Regions from separate parts of the Mus musculus genome. Here all the other regions are linked to region 3. A link is a contact called in public Hi-C and HiChIP or PLAC-seq data. All regions are on one chromosome and are shown on one strand. The core of a region is the stretch at or near the end of the contact, and the rest is flanking DNA. Distances in the headings are between cores, read along the strand shown. Region 1 overlaps Fam222a (family with sequence similarity 222, member A). Region 2 holds the start of Hnf1a (HNF1 homeobox A). Region 3 holds the start of Gcn1 (GCN1 activator of EIF2AK4).

Evidence for each region. Hi-C and Micro-C count contacts between places; a contact is called where the count stands out from the background. HiChIP or PLAC-seq counts read pairs in DNA pulled down with a chosen protein or histone mark.
Region 1: a Hi-C map of Sertoli cells shows a contact between it and region 3, with 4 times the contacts expected there. The contact joins the enhancer-like site here to the promoter of Gcn1 in region 3. A contact is called at or near these places in 2 of 39 promoter capture datasets (liver and pre-B cells) and 1 of 484 Hi-C or Micro-C datasets (Sertoli cells).
Region 2: a contact with region 3 is called in an HNF4G HiChIP or PLAC-seq map of pancreatic cancer cells. The contact joins the promoter of Hnf1a here to the promoter of Gcn1 in region 3. A contact is called at or near these places in 1 of 39 promoter capture datasets (pre-B cells) and 1 of 115 datasets of contacts at active chromatin or transcription factors (pancreatic cancer cells).

The regions. Positions count from the first base shown.
Region 1 is chr5:114,578,555-114,581,295 of GRCm38.p6, forward strand. All of the region lies in intron 1 of Fam222a (family with sequence similarity 222, member A), which reads left to right. Among named protein-coding and RNA genes, the nearest start is that of Fam222a, 12 kb to the left of the region's middle. Within about 2 kb of position 1,332, at least 44 of the 459 cell types and tissues checked have an H3K27ac peak or open chromatin away from gene starts, as enhancers often do. A contact at or near this core is called in Sertoli cells, where this site is marked.
Region 2 is chr5:114,969,720-114,972,457 of GRCm38.p6, forward strand. Hnf1a (HNF1 homeobox A) reads right to left here and starts at 1,343. Exons shown (of 10, transcript NM_009327.3): 1 at 800-1,343. The coding sequence starts at 1,125. It overlaps Hnf1aos1 (a long non-coding RNA gene), which reads left to right. Exons shown (of 6, transcript XR_878697.3): 1 at 1-318.
Region 3 is chr5:115,563,979-115,566,840 of GRCm38.p6, forward strand. Gcn1 (GCN1 activator of EIF2AK4) reads left to right here and starts at 1,285. Exons shown (of 58, transcript NM_172719.2): 1 at 1,285-1,328. The coding sequence starts at 1,311.

The DNA of each region.
Region 1 (2,741 bases), core at 82-2,581, 990 kb before region 3:
TGTCAGCTGGTGCCGCTCCGTGTCGCACATTTTCATACAATTGCTATAAACATAAAAGGGAAACTCCACAGTGTTCCAGGCACCCGGATGGTGCGTCGTCTTAATTACTCGGTACTCCGCTGTTCACATCGCTGCCCCCAGCTCAGGCAGATAGGAAACAAGAAGATGTTGTAAGAAGGTTCATGGTTCTAGGGGTCAGCACTGATGAGAAGGCAGGTGGCCCAGATCCCTGGGCCCCACTCTCTCCAGGTGAAGACTAGGCCAAGCATGGTGGCGCACGTCTTTGACCCCGGCGCTGCTTAGGCAAATATGGGCGGATCTCTGTGAGTTCAAGGCTAGCCTGGTCTACAAAGTGAGTTCAGGACAGCCAGGGCTGGTTACACTGAGAAAGCCTGTCTCAAAAAAAAAAAAAAAAAAAAAAACCAAAAAAACAAAATTAGAAAAACCATTCCCAAGTTCTCCACTGGGACCCTAGGCTACAAAGTGTAGTCTAGCTCCTGGAATGGTTGCCTGCCAGAACACCGTCAGCGAGCTTCAGTTCCTATCCTGGGACGTGGGGAGAGACCTCCTTGGTCAACACATCAAGCTTGCTAGACCTGGAGACATCATGAGTCTATTTTCTCAGATTAACTGTAGACCGTGGAGGGTGGCCATCCTCTTACCTACAGGGAGAACGAAGCCTGAAGTCTCCCAGCTTGGATTTGAACACTTGTTGGTGGACTGTGGCCCTGTGGCCGTGCTACCATCCTATGACACACTGCCCCGCCCTTCCAGAGCAGCTGTGGGGTTGAGAGGAGATGAGGTAGCTCCAAGTCCCTGTGTACTATAGATGTCTAATAACCAATGGCCACTGTCACAGAACCTCCTGAAGACAGGACCTCAGGGCCTCCTGGCCTGAGAGAGCCAGTACCGTCGCATTTGGACTTTGCTAGATGTAAGGAGTACTATTGCTTCCGTGTGGATTTCCTGAGGAAAACTGAAGAGCTGCACAATGGCTGCTTCGGCCCAGGAGGGTCCTGCTTATCTTCTGTCCCCCAAAAGGAACAGTTCCCCAAACTCTTGACAGCCAGAGGTTCCTTCGTGACGTGGCTATGAGTTGCAGAAACTGGGTCTTGAGACCTAGAGTCCTCGTCCTCTCGTCCCTTCCCGTTGCACCTGGATGGAAGCCCCACTATGTGCTGCACACCCTCCCAGGGACTCCCGAGCTTCAGCCTCATGCTCCCTGTGCACAGGGCCTTCTGGGGCCAGGCTGGCTCAGCAGGGACACACTGGCCTTTGTGTCTGCCCAGCCGGCTGGCTGGCGGGGCGGCCAGCAGAGAAGAGAGAGGGTGCTATGGGCCAGCCTGGCCAGGAACAAATGCTCAGAGAGAAATAGAGGCTCCTTTGTTGTGGCTCTCAGTGGGGGAGGGGTGCTGCCAGCTGCCAGCCCATGTGATGAGGCCAAGACCTCCTCAGAGGTTGGCCCAGCACCCCAGGGGACCAGCCGGAAGCCTCTCATCTCCCATCTCCTCCTGATCCTGTGGGTCTCCTCCTTGTTTTGGAGAGACTTTGGCTGCTGGAGCCTCCACAGCCACTCAGCCCGATTTGCTGTGGGCCTACTGTGTGCTGCCACGGGGCCAGGCCCTTATGAGCCCTTGGGCCTACTGTGTGCCACCACAGACCCTTATGAACCCTGATAAGACATAGTAGTCAGACATATGCAGTGGTGCCAATGCTGTGAGCCCCAAGCATGGGCTCAAGTGCAGGATACCCATGGGACAAAGTGCCCCAACCTCGGCTCTGACTCTGATGACCTCCCATGCTGTGATAACCACCCATGGCCTTTGAATCCCAAGGCAAGGCAGGGGTCCCAGGTGAGAGAAGACTTAGAGATCTAGAGAATGGCTAAGGTCGGGCTAGAGAGATGGCTCAGCGGTTAAGAGCACTGACTGCTCTTCCAAAGTGAGTTCAAATCCCAGCAACCACATGGTGGCTCACAACCACCCATAATGAGATCTGATGCCCTCTTATAATCATAAATAAATCTTTGGGCCAGAGCGAGCAGAGGTCCTGAGTTCAATCCCCCAGCAACCACATGAAGGCTCACAACCATCTGTATAGCTACAGTGTACTCATATACATAAAATAAATAAATCTTTAAAAAAAAAAAAAAAGAAAAGAGCCGGGTGTGGTGGCGCACGCCTTTAATCCCAGCACTCAGGAGGCAGAGGCAGGCAGATTTCTGAGTTTGAGGCCAGCCTGGTCTACAAAGTGAGTTCTAGGAGAGCCAGGGCTACACAGAGAAACCCTGTCTCAAAAAAAAAAAAAAAAAAAAAAAAAAAGAAAGAAAGAAAAAAGAAAAGAAAAGAAAAGAAAATGGCTACGGTCATCTGGTTTCGGAGGAGAGTCCTGTCTGAGCCTCAAGTCGCCCATTTCCAGAGCCACAGGGTTCTCCAGAGTGGGAACACAGACACCCACCTCCTAGTGGGATAGCTGGTGCTTGGCCTCAAGAGAAACAGAGCTGTCAGGTTGGCTTGGTTCTGATTTGGTTCTAATGCCCAAGACTCTAAGGCGCGAGAGTGCAAGTGTTAATTTTGTGGATCTTAAGGAGGAGTCTCTCTGTAGCCTGGGGCGTGGGGGGAGCCTAGGACGAGTTCTGTAGCCAAGGTTGTCTTTGACCTCCTGGCCTCCCTCCCTCGGCCTCCCTGTGTTAGAACGACAGGCATGCACTACCATGCCAACCACACTTCTTTTTCTCGGTT
Region 2 (2,738 bases), core at 93-2,592, 590 kb before region 3:
TCTCCCCGCCACCGTCCCGACAAGTTAATGATCACAGGCCTTATCAGAGCCTTTTGCTATTTATAAATTTATAAAACAAAAGAAATAATGGCGTGCGTGGGTAATTAGTAACCAGAACGGCTTTGCTGAGGAGAGAGACGGGGGAGGCATTGAAATCGGGACCCACTCAGCACTCCAGGAGATGGGGAGCCAGACAACAGAAGAGGGGGGTCTGGTATGGGGAGGCCTCTAACCCTGCTATCTGACCAGGCTGGGGTCAGGGGCAAGCAGCACCTGGCCATGCAGGGAAACTGCCACCTTCAGCTCCATCTGCCCCAGGTAAGAAACCCAAGCGTACCCTGCCAGATGCTTAAGGCCCTGGCGGATCAGGAAATCCCCTAAAAGCCCAACATCAGCCCGGCCTCCTCAGGGGCTTTTGGGGCCCCAAACCTGGATCTGACCCCCCCCCCAGCCAAGAAGGTGGAATTTGTGGGAGCACAAACGACCACACTGGGGAAGGATTTCTACCACCCACTAGTTCTCCAACCATTTTCTTGGGGCTGGCTTTCCTTTGTCCTCTGTTTCAAAGTGACCTCAGGCCTGTCCCTGTTTCCTAAAGGCCGGACTGCAAACAGGTGGCCCACGGATACGGGGTATGTAGGGCCAAACAGAGGGGTAGGTTCGGCAAGAAGCCCTTAACCACCAGCCTGAAGACCACAGCTCCTAAGGCCCCCTAGACGGGAAGTGAAGCTTGCCAGGAGCATAGAATGGGGCGCTATGAGTTCCTTCCTGGGTGCTGGGGACAGGTTGGGGTCCTTACTGAAGAAGTGACTCCACCACGGCTTTCTGGTGGGCTGCCTCCTCTGGGCTGAGGTTCTCCAGCTCTTTCAGAATGGGTGGCGCGAAGTCTTCCCCATCGTCATCCGTGTCATCTTCAGAGCCACGCGTTTCTCCAAGGCCATTAGGCAACTCGGTCAGGTCCCCTCGACTCCCACCGCAGGACTCCCCCTTGTCCAGGGGACCCTCTCCAACCATCAGGTAGGGCCCTGGCTCCCCCAAGGCCTGGATCAGGGCCTCTTTGCTCAGGCCAGACTCGAGCAGGGCAGCCAGGAGCTCCGTCTGCAGCTGGCTCAGCTTAGAAACCATGGCTCCGCTGCCACCAGGCCACGCGGCCCAAGGCCACTGAGCTAGCCGCCTCCCCCACCCACGGCCGGTGTCTACCTGCCGGCAGGCTGGCAGTCAACGGACCGGGCTCGCTGCACCCACTGCCCCCCCAAATCCCACTAGTCAAGCTCTGTGGGCACCCCCAGCCCCCAACCCTGGCCCCAGCGGCCAGTGAATCAGGGCCCCTGCCTGCTCTGTTTACATTGGAGCTGGGGAAATTCTCCAAGGTTCATATTTATCCGTGCGCTTAGCGAAGGGACTGAACTTTGGACTTCAGCCTTGCAAGTGCAGGCCTCATGGCGGGTGAGAGGGACCGGGACCGGGAGTCATGGCCTGCAATTGGGAGTGAGCAGAAGGGAGGGTGGGGGAGGTGGAGAGGGGCCAGGGGCGCAGGGCTAGAGGCAGCAGGAGCCAGGAGGCCTCTGGGTGCGGCGCTGGGTCCCACTCTCCAGGATGCTTTCAGCCTGGCACAGGAGAACTTTAAAAGCCTGTTTCTTTGGGCCGCTGGGACAGCAGGAAGCTCTGGGCCACTGGGCCGGTTCTCCAGGGCAGAATCAGGTCACATTTCCTGGAGTGGGTCACTGCACCCTCAGTCCTAGCCCAACATCAGACTTCCCAGGGGGGGAAAAACCCCTGTTGTCTTAGCACTTCAGACTTCTGTGTTGAGGATACTGGGTTATAATGTATTGCATCCTATCATTGTGTGATCCGAACCAGAACGTGTGTGTGTGTGTGTGTCCTGTGTGTGTGTGTCTGTGTGTGTGTGTGTGTCTGTGTGTATCTGTGTATCTAATCTATATGTGTGTGTATAACTAATCTATGTTTGTGTATGTCTCTGTGTCTTGTATGTGTCTGTGTATCTAATTTTATGTGTGTGTATATCTAATCTATGTGTGTGTGTATGTGTGTGTATCTCTCTGTGTCTGTGCACGCACACATATGTATTGGGGTTTTTTGTTTGTTTGTTTGTTTGTTTGTTTGAGACAGTCTTACGATGTAGTTCAGGCTGACCTTGAACTCCTGATTTTCCTACCTCTAGCTCCCAAGTGCTGGAATTACAGACCCGTACCACAGCCAGTTTTTAGTCTTGCTGGGGTCAAACCCAGGGCCTTGTATACTCAAGGCAAGGGCTCTACCAAGAGCCAGAACCCCAGCCCCAAATACACCATTTTAATTTTTCTCAAGTATTACTTTTGTCAGTATTACCTAATGAAAGCATTTATATATTTTTTAAATCTTTTTGTGTGTGTGTGTGTGTTCCCGAGAGTGTGTGTATGTGTGACAGCTTGGGTGTGGAGGTCGGGGAACAACTGCAGGAATCAGCTATCTCTCTCTTCCACTCTGTGGAACCCAGGCAGTCTGACTTGTCACCTGCCCAGCCCTCTTGCCTTTTGAAATGCAGCAGCTGTTAGCAGCCATAAGCATATCCCAGCATGCAGCGCACCAATCGATCAATTTAAAACACTTTCATCATCCTAAAGAAACTGTTCTCCTGAGCAGCCCATTCCTATGCAGGTCTCTAGCCCCGCCTCTGGCAGTCATGGAGGCCGGAAGTTCACTCCATCCAGAGCGCAGATCTCATTTTATCCCCTCGA
Region 3 (2,862 bases), core at 35-2,534:
GGTAGAAGGCTGGGTTTGAGCTAGGCGTGGTTTAAGGACTGAAGTCTGAGAGGGCCTGAGATGGTGATACTGAGCTATGGCAAGGAGTATCCAGGTGAGTGGTGATTGAACTCGGGCCTGATTGTGCCTTTTGAGATGAGGATTGGTGTAGAAGTTGATCTGCCTCAGCCTTCTGCCTGCAGTAATTGAGTCACTGCTGTGTGTTTAGTAATGAAGTTATACTTGTGTTTGTGTAGTTTAGATGTGTAGTTGAGTTTCCACGTGCTGGCTAAAGTTTTTTCTTGGTAGATTAAGTCTTGAATACAGGGGCAGTTAATAACTAGCCACTAAGGTGTGCATGTAGGGTTGCTTTGATGTACTAATCGGGGGTGCAAACTAGAATAACTTGCTATGTAAAAAGCTGCTGCAAGAGCTAAAATACTGCCTGTGCATCACAGGTAACTAGACAAAAAGTTACCCTAGAATTGCAACCTCTAACCCGATAGTAGTTTGATGTTGGTTCATATAGGCATTCAGTAAGTGTTAAGTCTGAAAAGCTGAGGATTTAAAAAATGGGCTCTAACAAGTAGGTGAATACTGTATCAAATGCAATGCCCTATTGCTATCATTAACCTTGTGACGTCACTATACATCTATGTGTGTGTATATATATATTTTTTTTTCTTCTCCCTCCCTCACCCCCCAGGGTTTCTCTGTGTAGCCCTGGCTGTCCTGGAACTCACTTTAGACCAGGCTGGCCTTAAATCCGCCTACCTCTGCCTTCCGAGTGCTGGGATTAAAGGCGTGCGACACCACGCCCGGCCCCCCATCTGTATAGTTGCCACTGCTGAGGGCCAAGAAGCCTGGAGACCGCATTCTCCAAGCACACTCTTGAGTTATAGTAAAAATTCAATAATTGTCCTAAGACATCGAACTCTTCCTCAACCCTGTCCCTAGCTGTCTGCAGTTGAGGCTCCCAGCAGGTCACGCAATTCCCGGGTCATCCCTGCATCCCTCCCGCGTACCTCACCATCACCTGTTCTAACCTCCAAGCCTCTTGGGCCTGAGACTAGTCTTTGGGTTCATTCCTGGGGCCTAGGAAACAGCACGATGGGGGGTGTCGGTGCTGGACCCGGGATCCCCCCAAGGATGCCAGAGCTGCAGGGCGCTGTCCGGGGGAGGCCGAATCGAGGAGATCCCGCGCCCAGGGGCTGCAGAGCACGACCTGCGGCCGCCCTCCCGCCCGGGGGCGCCAGGCCTCGCCTTGCCGCGTGGGCCCTGCTGTGACCCGGAAGCGCTCCGGAAGCGGTTCCGGACTGGGCGCCGGCAGGATGGCGGCGGACACGCAGGTGAGGCGGGCGGCTGCGGCGGCCAACGCGGCGGGCGGCGGGGACCGGACCCGGAGCGCGGGCAGTGGGGCGGCGGGATTGCCCGGGCGGAGGCTGCGGCGCCCACGGCCGCGGAGGGCGCAGACGGAAGCGGCGGCGCGGGGGAAGGGGGCGGCGGCTGCTCGCGGCTCGAGGCTCCGGCCGGCCTGGGCGAGCAGAGCGACCCTGGACTCGAGCATCTTGCCATCCGCTTGGCTTCGGGGTAGCGGGTGCCGTGCTGGGGCTGTGCGGGTCCCGGCGGTGGCAGAGCTTACACTCGGCGTCGGCTACGGTTCTCCGGAGCCCGCGGGGCGATGCAGAGGCCCCCCGACTCTGTGCCCACACTCGGAGCGTAGCCTTTTTATGTCCATACGGGTTCGGAGTTGAGCCTCCGCTCGTTGGTTTCGTCAAGGCGTTGGATCAATGACATCACCCCTCAGGGTCTCGGTCCTTTTAACATTTGGTGGTGGTGATAATACCGATATCCTATGTTATTTTATGGGAAGATGTATTGAGACAAAATAGTAGGGTCCCATGTGGGTTTGCTGGGTGTTAACTGGGTCCTGGGTGAGATCTCAAAATGTCTTCACCTGCGAAGAGTCGTGACACCGTTGTGCGTTCACACCTGTGGGTACCTTGCAGTTCAGGGAGGCGTTGAGGCTACCCCCTTCTCCATCTCAGCCTCTTTTGTAGCCTCGTGGAAGGATGAAATAATAAATAAGAAACATAATTTTTTTTTCTCTCCATGTCTCCATCCCACCCTCCCTTTTCAAAAATGTAGATCAAGGCCAGGTAGTGGTGGCGCGGTGGTGGCACGTCTCTAATCCCAGCACTTGGAAGGCAGAGGCAGGTGGATCTCTGAGTGCCAGTCCAGCCTGGTCTACAGAGGGAGTTCCAGGCAGACATGGGTACACACACACACACAAAACCCCTGTCTTGAGAAACAAACAAATTAAAAATATATATATATAGTGAGTTGGCTTTGAACTTGTAGCCATCTTGCCTGTGGCTTCTTAATGGGTGGGTGGGGGGCTTACCCTGCCTGGCAGGAACGTATTTAAAAAACAGTTTGAGTCTCTGGGGTGAGATTAATTGATTTTTATGTTTGATCCTCAAGGCCCGCCAAAGAGGAGCCATTTAACCTGATCATTAAAAAGATGCTTTGCAAGGGTCTTCAGTAAAAGGGTTTGGTAATTTGTTTAGACAGAGCTGCGTCTTAGTGAATCCTAAGAAGGGAAGTTACTTAATGTTTCTGAATATTTAAGAATCTTCTCCCTAGAGTTGTGTTATTTAGTAGTAGGTTACCTAACTGTGCTATCAAAAGAGCCGTAAAGCTTACTTAAGTTCGTCAGAATTAAATGAAATTTAAAAATTCGGTTCTCCACCTGTGCTTCAAGTGATTTGTCCTTCATGTCTTCAGAGCAGCCACATCAGGTTTGTCATTTCAGAAAATCCTCTCTTGGGCAGTGGTGTCTGCAGAGATATCGGTGGACTTGGGAGGTGTGAGAGCTGATCT